Regions from separate parts of the Gadus morhua genome. Here region 1 is linked to region 2. A link is a contact called in public Hi-C data. All regions are on one chromosome and are shown on one strand. The core of a region is the stretch at or near the end of the contact, and the rest is flanking DNA. Distances in the headings are between cores, read along the strand shown.

Region 1 (4,810 bases), core at 1,338-3,837, 180 kb before region 2:
GGTCCTGCTGCATCTCCATGGAAATAAACCCCGGGCGGTCCGTCTCCATGGAAACGTAGCTTACCGCCTGGGGTTCAAACAAAACACCAAAGTAGTAAACACAGCGGATGTTTCCAGTAAAGGGTTTTTTTTATTTCCAGGCTACATTGGCGAACGCTAAATGACATTCCCTCGCTCAAAGGCCTCGCTGAAGAAGAGTAGAAGAGTTGGCACGTTAGTCGTAGAAAGATAAGAAGTTTAGACATTCAAACAAACAGGAACGCTATTGGTCATAATCGACCAATAGGGAACCTCGGAAGAGAGAGAGGGCGGAGCTGTGTTAGAACCCGCCACTTTTCGTGTTCGGCCACATTAACAGGAGCAGGACTTTTCTGGTGCGTATTTCCCAGGATGCGCTAAAGAAGGTGATCAGGACACGCTGATCTGAACCAAAGGAACCAAACCGTTACCACTTCTAAGATAATGTTAGCTAGCAAGCACAGGCTTGGCTCGTGGTTAGCGTGTAGCATCCCGCCAAAAAAACCGAAGTCGACAACACGACGAATGGGGTTTGTGTTACGTATGATGGGGGGTTAGTGATATTGTGGTTAAGGTTAGGGGGGTTAGTTATAGGGGGGTTAAGGGTAGGGGGGGTTAGTGTACTGATATGGGGGTTAGGGGTAGGGTGTTAGTGATAGGGAGATTAGTAATAGGGGAGGTGAGTGATAGGGGGGTAACTGATATGGGGGTAGGGGGTTATTGATAGGGGGATTAGTGTTACAGGGACTGCACCAGAGAAGTCGTACTCCAGAGAACACGAAGCAGCAGAAACATTCATAAAGTCAAACAGTCTAGACGTCATGGAGGGTCATAGTGCAGCAGTGCCTTGCTACACGGCACTGTGGAAGATTCCCTTCGCCCATTGACTGAGCATGCGTACTCAAGTCAAGGAACAGTTATAAAGTTCCCTATTAAGCATTGAGACCTACAGACCAGTGAATCAGTCCTACTGGACCGAGTTCGGTGTTTTATAGTCGGTTCTATCGGTGCTGCGTGGCGGTTCAGTCTGATTGGCCGAGAGAGAGGACGAAGGGGACCAGCGCCCCGCGGGCTCCGGCCGGGGTCTCGAGGACCTCCGGGAGGAAGCGCTCCCGGCCCCCGCCCACCTCGAACTGCAGCACGTGGGACCTGTTGACGCAGAAGATGCGGTCCCCCAGCACGGCGCAGCGGAACGGCTGCGCGGCTTCGAGCGCATGGGACGCGCCGTCATGCCACGCCCTCACCACCGTGTTGTACTTGCAAACGTTCACGCTGCCGTGCGCGCGGTTTACGTCGAAGCGGTAGATTGAGCTCCCGTGCGCCACCATGTCCGTTGACTTCTTCCGGCTGTCGTTGAAGGCGCACTCCTCCCACTCACCGCGCCGCGCGTCGAGGCGCAGCAGGCGGTAGAAGAGCGAGCCGCCGGACACGAACAGGTCCCCCCCGCACGCCGTCGCCTCGTGCGCCACCGCGAACGCGCCTCTGGGCAGCGCCGCCACGGGGGTCCAGCGGTCCACGCGCGGATCGTAGCGCTCCACCGTGAACAGGCACTCTCCGCCCACCGCGAACAGGTGGCCGTCCACGGCTACGAGCTTAAGCTGAGCGCGCGCCTGCGCCAGGGGGCGTGCCTCACTCCAGGCGTCTGTCAGCGGGTTGTAGCAGAAGACGCGGTCCGACGCCCTGCTGCCGCCGCCCCCCCTGACCAGCCCCCCCGCCACGAACAGGTAGTTGTAGAGCGTGCACATGCCCGCGCCGCGCGTGCTCACCTGCTCCGGCAGCGCGGTCAGCGCGCGCCACTCCTTTGTCTGCTCCTCGTAGCAGAAAATGTGACGTCGGTGTTGCGGCGGGTCCTCCGGGGACGGGCTCGACCCCGGGGGGCTCTGGGGCTCCAGGGGGCTCTGGGGGTCCAGGGGGCTCTGGGGTCGGCTGCTGTCCCGGCTGGGGGGTCTGCTGCCGCCCCCCAGCACCCGGTCTTGCGCCTCGTCGACCTCCGCCACGGCCAGCAGCCTCTTGCCGCCCAGGCGCCGCGCCAGCACGCGCTCCCGCTCCCCCGCCGTGAGGCGCCCGTACACCGCGGGGGTCCGCAGCACCGCCAGGAAGTGGTCGCTCATGAAGGCGTAGCAGCGCTCCTTCAGGTCCAACAGGCCCTGCCTCTTGGCCAGAGACAGTCGCTCGTAGCAGTTCTCCGACGTAAGGGGCGACAGCTCGTCCAGTTCTGCGGGGTTCTGCGGGGCGGGGAGAGTCCCCCCCGGGACCCGGTCGCTGCTCACCAACATGCGTGCTTCAGGGAGCAGAACGAGCCCAGAGTGTGACCGATACGCCCCGGTCCTCCCTCCCTTCAACGCCTCACGCTCCCCGCCGGACTCTGTTCGCTCTGACGCGGTCCACGCGCGGTTCCATCTCCCGCTACACACGCAGACTCTCCCGGGTCGGACTGGGCTGAACCCCGCCCCCCTGGCTCCTCCTGCTCCTCCTGCCCGCTGCACTGCTGTATCAACAGCCTGGGAGGAGAACAGTCCCTCCTCCTGCTGCTCCTCCTCTTACTCCCCTCTCTCTCTCTCTCTCTCTCTCTCTCTCTCTCTCTCTCTCTCTCTCTCTCTCTCTCTCTCTCTCTCTCTCTCTCTCTCTCTCTCTCTCTCTCTCTCTCTCTCTCTCTCTCTCTCTCTCTCTCTCTCCTCCTGCTCCTCTTCCTCCTCCTCCACCTCCTCGTGCTCGTTCAGCCATGATCGTGGGAACGGCGGGAGAAGCTGTTAGGTTTCGTCACCGTGCGACACGCAGAGAACTGCAGGTGTCTTCACCTGCCCGCAGCTCGCAGCGTTTTACTACAGCAGAGTGACACCTGGAGGACACGTGATCAACCAGATCAAAGCAGGCCTGAATAGACAAGAGTTTATAATACAATAGAGTAGACTAGAACTTAGCATAATAGAGTATATATAATAGAGTTGAGTACCGCACAATATAATGGTGCAGAACCAAATATAATAGAATTTATAGAATATATAACAGAATAGATCATAATTATATATAATACAGTACAATGTTAATGAGCAGAGTAGACTAGAATATATCATAATACAATAAAGGCGAGTATAATGTAATGCAATATAATACAATGTAAATTAAAACAAGAGACTAGAATGATCATCATAGAGTAGAGTCTAATATGCAACATCAAACCCAATCTGATATTCTCTCTCTCTCTCTCTCTCTCTCTCTCTCTCTCTCTCTCTCTCTCTCTCTCTCTCTCTCTCTCTCTCTCGCTCTCTCGCTCTCTCGCTCTCTCGCTCTCTCGCTCTCTCGCTCTCTCTCTCGCTCTCTCTATTCAGGTCCACGGACAGCGTCCAGGTGTCTGCGAGCCCTTGTATCTCGTCTCGCGCACCTCGATCATAACGAAATGATAAATTACTCTTGATATTTGACGTAGGTCGGATGCATTGAATTATTCAATTAATTACATTAAATCAAATATATCATAAGTTAAAAAAATAGATTAATTATTAATTATTATTTATTGGTGATAACGGCCTAAACGCCGCCGTCCACCTCTAATGACGTCATGAGGAGCCGACCGCAGATGAGGAGGTCTCAGGTCGGTTAAATTTTTTCTTTTGAACGGATGTAGATCTGTTTATTTGTTAGTTGGATTGTTTCAAGTCTAGATTTTTCTTCATTTATTATTCTTGATATAAGATTGACTTGAATATCGAGGCCTATTTAATCACATTTCATGTTGTGTTTGAGCAACACGTTTCAAACGTCCGCGTCGTAGTAAAGTCCGCTGCAGTGACGCAGTGTGACCGCTAGATGGCAGTCTACTATCATTTATTACTATAAATTGTATTATATATGATTATATATTGTATTATTATATCTTTTTATATATTCAGCATTATTATTTGTTACTAAATAGGCCTACTGTATTATTGTTACATAATTATAACACCGACAAGTAGCCTAGAACTACTGATACTGATTATTATCCTAGTTATCTTTGTTGTATTCGGGGAATGGGTTAATCCAGTGATTGTTCGGGCTTTGCACTTGGTTCTATTGACATCCTTACTGTACCAAACGCTTTGTATAAAAGCGTTTGCTAAATGCCCTCAACGTGAATGTAACTGTTCTGATAATGCGAGCATCCTACCTAGACCATACCACTGTTATATCTCCGTCTGGTTCAATACAGGTTTATCTTAAACATCCTTTGCATTATTAATATTACTGTCCTACCATACTAGTTTTACTTGTTTTACCGCCCAGTACTACAACTAAGTTGACCAAACTCTTTTTAAAATACTTCATTAACATGACGTTGGAGCAGCTGCGATGTCAGTAATGTGCCCGCTGCAGTACCGCAGTGTGGCTCATGGATGGCGCCAGTGCCCAGACCTCTTCTTAGTTCCTTAATTATTCGATTATATTTTAACTCAGCTGGGGGCATCATGCACATTGTGTGTGTGTGTGTGTGTGTGTGTGTGTGTGTGTGTGTGTGTGTGTGTGTGTGTGTGTGTGTGTGTGTGTGTGTGTGTGTGTGTGTGTGTGTGTGTGTGTGTGTGTGTGTGTGTGTGTGTCCAAATACATCACTAATCAAATGGTGATAGATCGATACACATACCAATACTCCCTCCCTGAACGTCCATAACTATCGAAGATATTTATGTATCGATAATCTAAATACCCAGATGGATCTTGTAGTCCCTGTGAGCTTCAAGCTTGGGTCAAGAGTTCATCTCTCTGATTAACCAATCAGATCCGGCTCCTACCCTTCCAGCCCGCCTCCCCTCTCCTC
Region 2 (4,575 bases), core at 373-2,872:
GACTATCAAGATTGTGTGTCTCTTTTTTGTGTACTTTGTGCGTTTTTTTTAATTTTTTTTTTTTCGTTTTTGTATAATTTTTTTTTTTAGTGTTTGTTTTCGGGTTGCGAGTCTTTGAACCCGTGGGCGGTGCGGTGGGCGGCGGGCCCCCCCCCCCCTGTAGAGAGGAGATTCAAAGTCTTCCTCGTTCTTCCTCGATGGGTGCTCAGTCTTAACTTTTTTTATAACGTCTATGATTCACACCAGTCGACGCTTTTGTGCTAAAAAATGATGTCTGGAGGTGCGTTTGTGTAAGGAGTGAGGGCGGGCCGCAAGGGAGGAGCTAGGCGTGCTGAGCTTCCAGGGGTCACCTTCACCCGCTCTGTTTTTAAAGGAGACATATTATACCACCAGATGTGAGTGTGATTAGCCTTACAAGCCGTTTCGAAAATATGTCCCTTGTGACATCACTAGTGGGCGTGTCCACCTAGATCTGTGCTGGATAGTTGAGCAACGTTTGCTTCAGTCCACTGGGTAGGCTGGTAGACTGATCTATCCAGCACACATCTAGGTGGACACGCCCACTAGTGATGTCATATGGGGCAGATTTTCGAAACGGCTTGTAACGGCGAATCAGAACACACCTGGTGGTATATGTCCCCTTCAAAGTGTGAACTCGTATTGAAGTCTTGTCTGAGATTGGAAAACTGCACAGAAAAGGTTTGGTAAATAGGAAAAAAAAAACATTTTGTTCGGACTCCAAAACGTGGGGCTTTTGTGTTTTAAAACATTTACACTTCTGTGCTGACTAATTTCTAATACGTAAAAGATTCAATTGAGAATTAATTATGGCCTGTCTGTCATTGTGTAGTTGTATCAGTATTTTTATTGTTAAAAATAGACTTAAAAAATCCAGTCATGTAACCAAGTTCATCTGGAGTTTCACATGGAAAACATGGAAGAGGTGGTTTTGCGTGTTTTGTTCTTATTAAAGTAATCATTAACAGTAGCGGCCCTGCTATTGGCTGTGTTGTCCTGTCACTCACGTTGGGTCCTTGACTCGTCCAATGTCTGTTACATCCTCCGCACTCCGTGTCTACGTCAACATCATTTCAAACAAGGTTATTGTGTGTATGTGGCTAACGGGTGTTTGCATTCTTGCAAATACATTGTTTTATACTATACATTGAGGCGAAGTAAACTTATTTTTCTAATAAAGTTATTAAATAAAACATTTGTCTTGTTGTTAATTATGTGTTTTTTATCTATGTATATTAAGCGTTTGGTTTCATGAGATTTGTTTACTCATAATTACACACCACTGAATTTGAATACCAATAATTATTTTATTTTCAACATATGCACTAAATAATTGAATCAGTCAATGTTGATATCTAAACTATTCTGTTTTATCTAATCCTTTGGATTAGGGATTACGTGTTTTAAAGCCTCTGGAAGGTTGGCAGTTAAAGGTCAATTTATGAAGCGCCTGTTGGTTTCAATGTTTTCTGGTTTGTGTTTTTATATTATTATTGAACAAAAGTTTAGTAATTACATTGCCCTCCGTCCCGCCCCGTCCTCTGACTCCGCTCCTCTTGATCCCGCCGAAGGACCAACCAGGCGCGCCCAACCGGAACTTCTCTCCGCCCCGCCCCGTCCTCTGACTCCACTCATCCGGGTCCTGCCGGAGCCCATACCAGGCGCTCCAAACCGGAACTCGTCCTCCAGACTGGAAAACAAACGGCTGTCAGTGAAGTGGTGGAGTTTAAAACATGGAAAAGAAGAACCTACTCGGGTGAAACCATCGTAACCAGTGACCGCTCGGAGTGTTTCTGCGGGACGCGGTGCGTGGTGCCGTCACAACCCGTCCGGTTCGTCCCTGTTTGATACCGTTTAACACCGCTCACCGTCCGCTCTGTTCAGGAGGCTTAGCGCCACTAGTCCATCGATACTTCATCAGTTCTGCCAGATGGGGAGGGATATCTGGCCCCACAGTGTACTCAACCTAGCATAAACTCGCTGAAATAGTTATCCTATTACTTTATTGTACAACTATTATTAAAGTGGCGGTGTCATGTGACGGCTGTGGTGACCCACTCTACCCGCAGGTCCCGGGTCGTGATGGCGGGGCTGATCCGGAGATGTCTGGGCCACCTGAGGCGGTGGCTGAAGGTGGACCTGCTCCGGGAGGCGGGCCGCCAGTACCCGCTGTCCTGCTGCGTACTGTCCTCCCTGCTGTTGCTCACCGTGCTGCTCAACAGGTGAGCGGCGCTCAGGTGGTCAGCCGATAGGGGCTGAGGTCTGGGCATGCGCAGCTCTGTAGATCCCCGGACACCACCTCCTATATCTATCGTAATCTGTTTTCTATATAGTTAGACAGACAGACAGACAGACAAGCAGGTACACTCACACACGCACTCTGATTCAAACTGCACAGAATTCACACAGTTCACACCAGACAATAACAAAGTCTCCAAATACGTGGAGACGCATTTGGAGACTTTGTGTTTCTCCCAACCATTAACACGGCAACAAAGTACATGTTGAGCATACAACCTACAAAAGTAGTTGTGGAGTTATGTGTGTTTGTGAGTTGATTGACGGGTTGTTGTCATGACGCCCCCCCGTCAGGTACATCCACATTCTGTTGGTGTTCTGGTCCTTCCTGGCGGGCGTCACCACCTTCTACTGCTCCCTCGGGCCCGGCTCCCTGCTGCCCAACGTCCTCTTCACCGATAGGCCCCGCAGCAAGGTGAGGCTCGGGGTTTAACAGGGGAAACATGTGATAAACTAAATTTAAATACAACTTTCTTCTTTTTACTACCGGCCCACCGGTGTTTAATTACTACTTTATAATTGCTTCAGGTTGATTAAACGTTATACAATTGTGGATTTCATGCGGTCACAGTGGCTGAGAATGTAAATTGATGTTCTTTATTAATTGACCAACATAGATGGATGTAAAACCTGCTGATTGGTGATGTTTTTGCTGTTACGGTATAATTTAGACCAGGGACGTCACTACGATTTAGAGGCTGGGGGCTGGGGGCTTAGCCCCAAGCATTTTCTGAAGTGCATGCGTGTCTAACTTCTAATTGTATTAGTATTTATTTCCACTCATATTCTGGCTTATTTTGTTAAGTGCAGGCATGTTATGAGTCCTTGACAACATATTTTATTGTTGTTGCGGTATGATTAAGACGTTGTTATGTTTGTTTCGTCATTGATGATGTTTTATTGTTGTTAGGGTATGATTTAGAGGTGGTTCTGTTTGTTTCGTGATTGATGTTTTATTGTTGTTAGGGTATGATTTAGACGTGGTTCTGTTTGTTTCGTCATTGATGATGTTTTATTGTTATTGCGGTATGATTTAGACGTGGTTCTGTTCGTTTCGTCATTGATAATGTTTTATTGTTGTTAGGGTATGATTTAGACGTGGTTCTGTTTGTTTCGTCATTGATGATGTTTTATTGTTGTTGCGGTATGATTTAGACGTGGTTCTGTTCGTTTCGTCATTGATAATGTTTTATTGTTGTTAGGGTATGATTTAGACGTGGTTCTGTTTGTTTCGTCATTGATGATGTTTTATTGTTGTTGCGGTATGATTTAGACGTGGTTCTGTTCGTTTCGTCATTGATAATGTTTTATTGTTGTTAGGGTATGATTTAGACGTGGTTTTGTTTGTTTCGTCATTGATGATGTTTTATTGTTATTGCGGTATGATTTAGACGTGGTTCTGTTCGTTTCGTCATTGATAATGTTTTATTGTTGTTAGGGTATGATTTAGACGTGGTTCTGTTTGTTTCGTCATTGATGATGTTTTATTGTTGTTGCGGTATGATTTAGACGTGGTTCTGTTCGTTTCGTCATTGATAATGTTTTATTGTTGTAAGGGTATGATTTAGACGTGGTTCTGTTTGTTTGTCAGCGGCCGCTGCAGCAGGAGCTGTTCCCGCTCGGCAGCAGTTGCGCCGTCTGCGGCAAGGTGCGCTGTAAACGACACCGGTACGTCAAACCATCCACTTAATGTATTCTTATCCTCTTCTTGGCTCTTTCACGCTGTTCAAATATAATATTACTTTAAAAACAACAAGAAATCATCAGTTATGCATTGAAAATGTGTATTGAAAGTGTCTCTAAAGCTAAGCTATATTATAACGCGGTAACTATCTTTTCTTTGAACTTCTCTGTTGAGTTGTGTAGAGTGGGACCCGGCGCCCCCTCGTGGTCGTTCGAGGCAGTGCAGTTGAGTCCGTAGTGTCGTTCCTACTGCGGTTCTGATGTGGTTTGTGTTAACAGGCCCACGCTGCTCTTGGAGAACTATCAGCCCTGGTTGGACCTGAAGGTCCACTCCAAGGTGGACGCCTCCATCGCCGAGGTACTAAAGTTACTCTGTTTTACTTATAAAAGGCAAATCGGAGAATGCGTAGAACTTAGTTTAGCGTGTGTTTCACTCTGGTTCAATCCCCAAACACAGCCATGTTTGTGTCTCTCTGGTGTGTAGGTGTTTGAGCTGGTGCTGGAAAACTTTGTGTACCCGTGGTACAGGTGAGTCTGGACCGCTGCTCTGTCTGTCTCTCTCTCTCTCTCTCTCTC

Evidence for each region. Hi-C and Micro-C count contacts between places; a contact is called where the count stands out from the background.
Region 1: a contact with region 2 is called in a Hi-C map of blood, with 8 times the contacts expected there. The contact joins the promoter of LOC115534304 here to the promoter of snx14 in region 2. A contact is called at or near these places in 3 of 6 Hi-C or Micro-C datasets (blood, gill and heart).

Annotation. Positions count from the first base shown.
Region 1 is chr21:1,982,280-1,987,089 of gadMor3.0, reverse strand. LOC115534304 (kelch repeat and BTB domain-containing protein 11-like) reads right to left here and starts at 2,587. Exons shown (of 1, transcript XM_030345194.1): 1 at 107-2,587. The coding sequence starts at 2,294. The coding sequence ends at 1,041.
Region 2 is chr21:1,805,653-1,810,227 of gadMor3.0, reverse strand. It overlaps snx14 (sorting nexin 14), which reads left to right and starts at 1,622. Exons shown (of 28, transcript XM_030345128.1): 1 at 1,622-1,850; 2 at 2,088-2,240; 3 at 2,611-2,731; 4 at 3,908-3,984; 5 at 4,279-4,357; 6 at 4,484-4,527. The coding sequence starts at 2,101. LOC115534272 (heterogeneous nuclear ribonucleoprotein Q) reads left to right here. Exons shown (of 12, transcript XM_030345147.1): 12 at 1-1,215.